Linked DNA regions of Triticum aestivum: region 2 is linked to region 1. The links are chromatin contacts, called in public Hi-C maps. All regions are on one chromosome and are shown on one strand. Each heading gives the region's core, a stretch centred on a gene start, on an enhancer-like site or on the middle of the called end of the contact. The rest is flanking DNA. Distances are from core to core; before and after follow the strand shown.

Evidence for each region. A called contact is a pair of places that touch in the nucleus more often than the background predicts.
Region 2: a contact with region 1 is called in a Hi-C map of leaf, with 2.7 times the contacts expected there. The contact joins the promoter of LOC123121891 here to the promoter of LOC123121889 in region 1. A contact is called at or near these places in 2 of 5 Hi-C or Micro-C datasets (both in leaf).

Annotation. Positions count from the first base shown.
Region 1 is chr5D:374,743,005-374,746,580 of IWGSC CS RefSeq v2.1, reverse strand. It overlaps LOC123121889 (putative BPI/LBP family protein At1g04970), which reads left to right and starts at 1,884. Exons shown (of 6, transcript XM_044541984.1): 1 at 1,884-2,433; 2 at 3,320-3,459. The coding sequence starts at 2,041.
Region 2 is chr5D:374,924,423-374,927,998 of IWGSC CS RefSeq v2.1, reverse strand. It overlaps LOC123121891, which reads right to left and starts at 1,886. Exons shown (of 12, transcript XM_044541986.1): 1 at 1,633-1,886; 2 at 1,468-1,529; 3 at 930-998; 4 at 719-800. The coding sequence starts at 1,693.

The DNA of each region.
Region 1 (3,576 bases), core at 635-3,134:
GATTGCAAGGTGGTGGTTGATGTTGTAGAGCAAGGAAGTTCTGTGAGCTACAGAGCAATCATCCATGAGATCATTGACCATTCGTCAGTTTTCATAATTTGTAATATAGTTCATGAATTTAGGAGCTCAAATTTTAAAACTCCCAATCTAGCGAACCATTCTTTATCTTTAGGAGCCGGCCCGTCATGTTTGGTTAGGTCCAGCCCGATAATCTTTCTTTCGTTCATGTAAACACTGTGAGGTTTTAATAAAAACTTCGCGAGATTGCCTAAAAAAGACAAATGGCCATAATAAGTGGTAAATAGGATTTGCCGGAAACGAACCAATCGTTCACTTGTACATGGTTTGCGCTGGGCCTCGTTCACTTAGTGGCTCGCCACTAATTATGAAAGTATTTTTCATAAAGAAACTAGTAGTGGTAATCTTGTGTTGTGAGAAAAAAAATATTTGAACGAACTTAGAAGTACCTAGATTTGTGACCAGAGGAAGTAAAAATAGTGCATAATAAATTTGAGTTGAATATTTCGCACTCAAGGCCGCCGGCTATTTTAGTTTTTGCCACACCGGTGTACTCACAAATCGCATTGACTCAAAATCTACTTCAGGTCACATCCATGAACAAACATAGGTGCAGTGTTTTACATGTTCGACATGGGGCATATATTGTTGTCCTTCAGTCCTGCCTAGAGCTTCTCCTCTCCATTGCTCACCACATCGCTCATCGTCATATCTCATCATGATCAGAAAACATTCTCCATCCTCTATGGTTCTGGGCTTATCGCCTTCAATCGGTACACCCACAACTTGGGTTGGTCTAGACATCGGGCGGGGCAGGGAAAATAGACATTCCTAAGCATATGGTGAATTTCCTACTACCATAGTTGCAACATAATTCTACAACTCCGATTCTAACGGAAGTTATTTCTTAGTTTATACAATCCCCACAAGAAGTGTTGTATGCACATACTAAAAACATCTTTTTGTTACACAACTAATATTCATCTACAACCTCATAATCATGTACACCCTAAATAGGTGTGCAATGGGCATATTTGCATGGAGTTATATAAATACCCCCTTCGTCCCAGTGTCGACGTTCAACTTGCGCGTATGTGTGATGTGCATTTGGCTCTTTTGTGTCTCGGTGTTGACATTGGTACGATGTGCGTTGTTCGGTGTGTGACGAATTGCGTTTGTGGGTGGCAAGTGTGTGGAAGGAGGTAATGTTTTTTTTTTGAGAAAACTTTTGATCTATTCATCTTTAATCATGATAGTACAACGAACACCAGAAATAAAAAAAATTACACCCAGATCCATAGACCACCTAACCACAACTACAAGCACTGAAGCGAGCCGAAGGCGCGCCGTTGTCATCGCACCTCTCTTGCCGGAGCCGGGAAAAACTTGTTGTAGTAAACAGTCGGGAAGTCGTCATGCTAAGACTCCATAGGACCATCACAACAGGACAGCAACCGACGCCGATAAAGAGTAGCGTAGATCGAAAGGATGCAACCTGAACACACACAAACATAGACGGACAACGATCAAATCAGAGCAGATCCACCAAAGACAAATTCACGGGACACACATTTTGATGAGAACTATCGTGTTGTTTCTATTGCATTGACAACTTTTCGCTCTTTCACATGGCTACCATTTCTTAAACAAAAGAAAAAGAACGAGAGTACTAAAATTAAGACCAACCCAAGGACTAACCTTTGTTGGCATTTTTTATAGGAGAAACTCCGTGAACATCGAGTGTCCGAGTCGGGATTCGAACTCGAATGGGCTGGCAGCTACCTCATTTGCCTAGCCAACGGGTCGATCCTCGGCAAAAGAAGAAGAACACATGTGGACGGGTGGCCAATCGAGCCACGTTTGCGCCACGTTAACCCTGGCAAACCCCAATCGCTCCTCACTGAAGCCGCGGCCGGTCAAAGCCGTCGCGAGCTCGCAAGCTCCCCTCCGCCGCGCGTGTGTTCTTCTCCCTGACGCCACCCACTTCCGCCGCCGCCGGCGAACACTATCCCCCTCGCCGCCATGGTCGCCCGTCTCCTCCTCCTCCTCCTCACCCTCCTATTCTCCACTCCCTCCCCCGCCGCCGCCTCGCCGCACATCTCCGCCGTCATCTCCCAGTCCGGCCTCGACTTCGCCAAGGACCTGCTCGTGCCCCGAGCCGCCGACACCCTCGCTCATCTGAGCGTACCCGACATCGAGCGGTCCGTGAGCATCCCCATCATCGGCGCCGTCCGCACGGTCGCCTCCCGCATCGTGCTTGGCGGCGTGGCAGTCGCCAACTCCACCGTCGCCGCCGGCGACACGGGGGTCGTGGTGGCCGCGTCCCTGTCCAGCGTCAACCTCACCATGGAGTGGAGTTACTCGTACAGCTCCTGGCTCGTTGAGATCTCTGACAGTGGGAATGCTTCGATTCAGGTAACACGACCGACGGGCTTCAGGCACTAGATTGGTTCATAAAGTGTTAATAATGCTCAGAATTAGAGGTAATTGCATCCTCAAGAATAGACGTAAACCTAGTTATCGGAGAACTAATTCATACTTATCAACATGTTTTACATGGGAATTATATACATGGGGCTGTAAAGAAAGTTTCATTTCTTCAGTAAGTACATGGGTGTCTATGTATATTATTCAGTAGTATAACTATTTTATGGGATAATGGTATTTTTCCTACCTATTAGTGCAGCATGATTGTTTTACATAAGCTTCAACTGAAACAATACTCATATCTTGGCTACATATTGGTAGCAGCATGACTCTTTTACTTAGGCTTCAATTTGGTCAGCCTGCAGGATTGATTTGACCAGCATATGACATTTTAGCACAATGGGGTTTTGAACTTACAATATAAAATCTAACTCGTAAAAATTCGTAGGAATTAAGTGTGGCTATACACATAGACAGAAGCAAGCAACTAAACAGCATTACGGTAACTTAGAGATGCCATATGCCTCATAAATCATTGATATGATGATAAGCTTGTTGTTCATTTGAACAAGGCAAAAAGCGAGTTACTTTTATTTTTGAAATTCTTTAAGTTAAAAGCTTGCACAAGCAACTAATTACCTGGATTCACATTACATGCCTTTTTTGCAAACAATTGCAGTTTTATGTATGTAAGTTTTACATTTACTTTGAAGTGTTCTTAACATGTCAAACCTTACACCTTTGTTTTGTTCATTGTTGTGCGACATATGTGATAGTTACACATCCTTTACCTTTGTAACTTTTTAGTAGTAGACACCCTTGACATGTATATGGAAGAAGGTACGAGGTGTATTCATGAATCCTTTTCACTAAGGTTGAAGGAATGGACGTTGGGGTTTCCATGGGGCTGAAGAATGAAAATGGATCACTAAAACTATTTGTTATGGAATGTGGCTGTTATATGAAAGACTTGGACATAACACTGAATGGAGGATCCTCTTGGTTTTATCAAGGGTACGTGGTTCACAGTTCCATATTTTTTAATACTTTGTCAACTCCTTTGAGTATGGTTTTTCTATATAAAACTCTTGTCATGACATGTATCTGAAGTGAACTAGGGTTTTTATTTTC
Region 2 (3,576 bases), core at 637-3,136, 180 kb before region 1:
AGCTTTTCAACCGTCGCCGCCGCCCCCGCAGGATATTCGAACGCCGCCGCTGGACATGCGGGGGTAGAGCAGCATGACATGCGGGATGAACGAGATGACGAGCACCGGAAGCATCGCCTGCCTACGAAGTGTTCGATGAAACGCCCGACACGAGTAAGAAGAAGATGATGAGGTGGACGTTGTGTTAGACTTACGACTAGCCAAAACCGGGTTGACTCGGCACAGAAACAACCTCAGGGACTAAACTTGTCCGGTTTTAAAAGTTAGGGGTGCAAGTTGTCCGGTTTTCAAGTTGAAGGACTAAATCTAGACTCCACGAAGAGTTGAAGGACCAAAAATATACTTTTCTCTAAAATGAATGAGGTAAGTAGCTTTTCTCAAAGGTTCATAAATATCGTGGCGAAACAATTGAATGTACCAATATATTGTTCATTAGCTTATCTACATGTTCCAAATTACAAGTTTCGAAGCGATTCAAACTCATGAATCATTCATTGTCAGATTGGAGATGCACATGCCAAAAAAATAGGCCTTCTTTCAGCTGCAGATATTGTAGGAGAGTCAGGCTTAAGTGAGTAACTATCTATCTGAGCATTTTTGGATAATACAAGCAAATTCATAATGAAGGCTTATTTAGCATGTGGATTAGGTTTTTTGCATAGGTCGCTTAGAGAGAAAAGCTGAAACATAGCAAGGGGGGCATCAGACAGGTACATACCTCCCGAGTCCGATTTGCCACTCAATATGGTAATGGGCTTTGACAAAGTTAAATCTCTGACTTCTTGGCCTAAATGCCGAATCTGGTATCAAATACCAGCACGTGGAATGCACAAACAACAACAGAGACGTTATTTTACAGCAAATGAAAGACATTAGTGTAATATCTCATATTTATGCAACTGTTGGTGCAAGTATAAACAACTGCGCACCTGAGCTTGGATAAGAGCCATGTCATATGCGCTGGAGCCTTCTCCTTGATTTACGCCCTTCATGAGCTCCTAATAAAAACAGAAAAACACAACATGTCCCTCAAAGATTTGAAGGTTGACATAACTTACTACAAGATGAAGAACATACAATCTAAACCACTGACACATGCTTGGCAAACACTATGGCTGATTATTTTTTCTGCAGGGTACACTATGGATGATTTGGAGTACCCATTGGTGCCTTCACTTGTTACGCAGAAAATGAAAATGAGATCATCAAAAGCGCTGTCCAATACTTTCCATACATATATGTGTGCGGCAAAGCGGATTTAATTGTAAGATTGGGTGACAATCTGTGCTGCTCTTATGAGCATGTGTATGCAAATTTACAATCATGCTCTATTCAGACAGGTCAGCGGTAACGCTCCTATTATCCTATTGTCTTCTCATCATAAAAAACATCCAAAGATTTCTCCCCACCTCTGATGATGAATAAAGGCGAGAAAATTAACAAGGTATGAGCTGGAAATCCACCGACCTGGAGCTCCGCCAATACATCCGACAGGCGGCCATTCCGAAGCACGATCGATCCCGTCAGGCCTGCGGCGACGCAAAATCACCATTTCAGGATCAAGAGAAGCAGCCAATTCGAATTTCGACATCGCAAATTGATAGATTTGGGGACGGGGGGATTGATTGCGACCTGCGCCGACGAGGATGAGGACCTTGGAGGCGGCGACCCCCGTGTGCGTCGCCATCGCCATGCCCCTGCGGGCTCTCTCGTTCGCTTCTCGGAGGTTCTGGAAGGGGGGTCAGCGGCGGATTGGGTGGGGGGAGGAGACGGAGGAGGCGGGTGGTGGCTTGGAGGAGGGGAAAGCGTGCGGGACGAGCGGGCTGGACAGTCGGGGTTGAACGCTTGGACCGGGCTCGGCCGCTCGGCTCGTGTCGGTTTGCCGACCACAGACGCTCTTGGGTCTAGTCAGCATGTACGAGCAAGAAGGTTACCGCACAAGCTCAAAAAAAAAAGGTACCGCACGCTACTTCTAATCTTCACGATGAATCATGAGACTACTACTAGCAAAAAAATTACTGTAGAAAAGAAGGATGTATCCCGGCCTCTGGGCGATGCATGTAGACTGTCATGAGACTACCACTAGCAAAAAGTCATGAGACTATCACTAGCAAAAAAAATTACCGTAGAAAAGAAGGATGTACCCCGGCCTCTGGACGATGCATGCAGCCTGCTTATTAATTATTCACAAAAACCTTGCAAAGTACTTCTCCGTTTTTAAATATTTGTCTTTCTAAAGATTTCAACAGTAACTCTATATGAAGTAAAATGAGTGAATCTACACTGTAAAATATGTCTATATACTTCCTATATAGTAGTCCATTTGAGATGTCTAAAAGGACAAATATTTAGAAACGGAGGGAGTAAGCCTGAAGTCTCCATCTTAGCAATACGTGTCGCTACTCCTATCCATTTGATAAAGGGGTGCTGAATGTGCGAGCCTAATACCAAACAGACATCGCACAAAATCCTAACACCTAAAGCCGGTTATCCCACCCAAGCCACAATGCCGGGATTGGGTCACACACCAATCCGGCGCACTCTCAGTGGACATCACATGCGCACACTGCAAGGGCCGTCACCACCATCTTCTAACGATCCATCTTCAAAGCAGATACTGACGCATCGGTCTTGCCAGTCCTCTCTACCACCAACGCCACCACGACGCCAGACGGCGTCGTCCTCCGGCGCGAGTCTATCACCACACATCAAACACCGAGTCTCCACTACGCCACGCCGCTGAGATCCGCCGCCATCAATGTGTAGGATGAATCACCGCTTCACCAATGATACCGTCCACTGGTCCCTCGAGCCCATGAACACCTCCAAGAATAACGCCCCCTTAGGTACTAGCACTAGTAGAAAAGGGCATTTTGTCCCGGTTCTAGAGGGCCTTTAGTCCCGGTTCTGGAACCGGGACTAAAGGGTCGTTACTAAAGGTCCCCTTTTAGTCCCGGTTCTTATACGAACCGGGACTAAAGGCCCTCCACATGGTTGTTGCCTGGAGGTCCACCTTTAGTCCCGGTTGGTAACACCAACCGGTACTAAAGGATTTTTTTTAAAAAATTAAAAAAAAATTGAAATTTTTTCCTGATTTTCAAATTTCTGAATTATTTTAACCTCTAATCTCTAATCACCCCTCATCACTGCTCAATTTAATCTCTAATCACCCCTCATCATTCCAAATCATCTAACTTCCCGAACAGTCACCCATCCTCCCACTCCCCCAGCCTGAGCACACTTAACTTCCGGGTTCTATTGTCCCTCGTTTTCAAATCTACACTTGTTGTTTTCCTGACAATAGTAAGATGTCAATCCTATTAACCCTCAGGAGTTTAGCTTGAGCATGAAGTCACACATTTCACTGTTTGAGTTTGAAACTATTGTTTAAAAAACAATAATTATTTAGTAACACTAATATTTCTTGAATAAGTAGTTTGACCATTGTTTGACCACAGTTTGACCAGATTTGACCAAAATTCAAAAAAAAACTGAAATACTTATTTAGTAACACTAATATTCTTGAATAATTATTTAGTAACACTAATGCTTCTTGAATAAGTAGTTTGACCATAG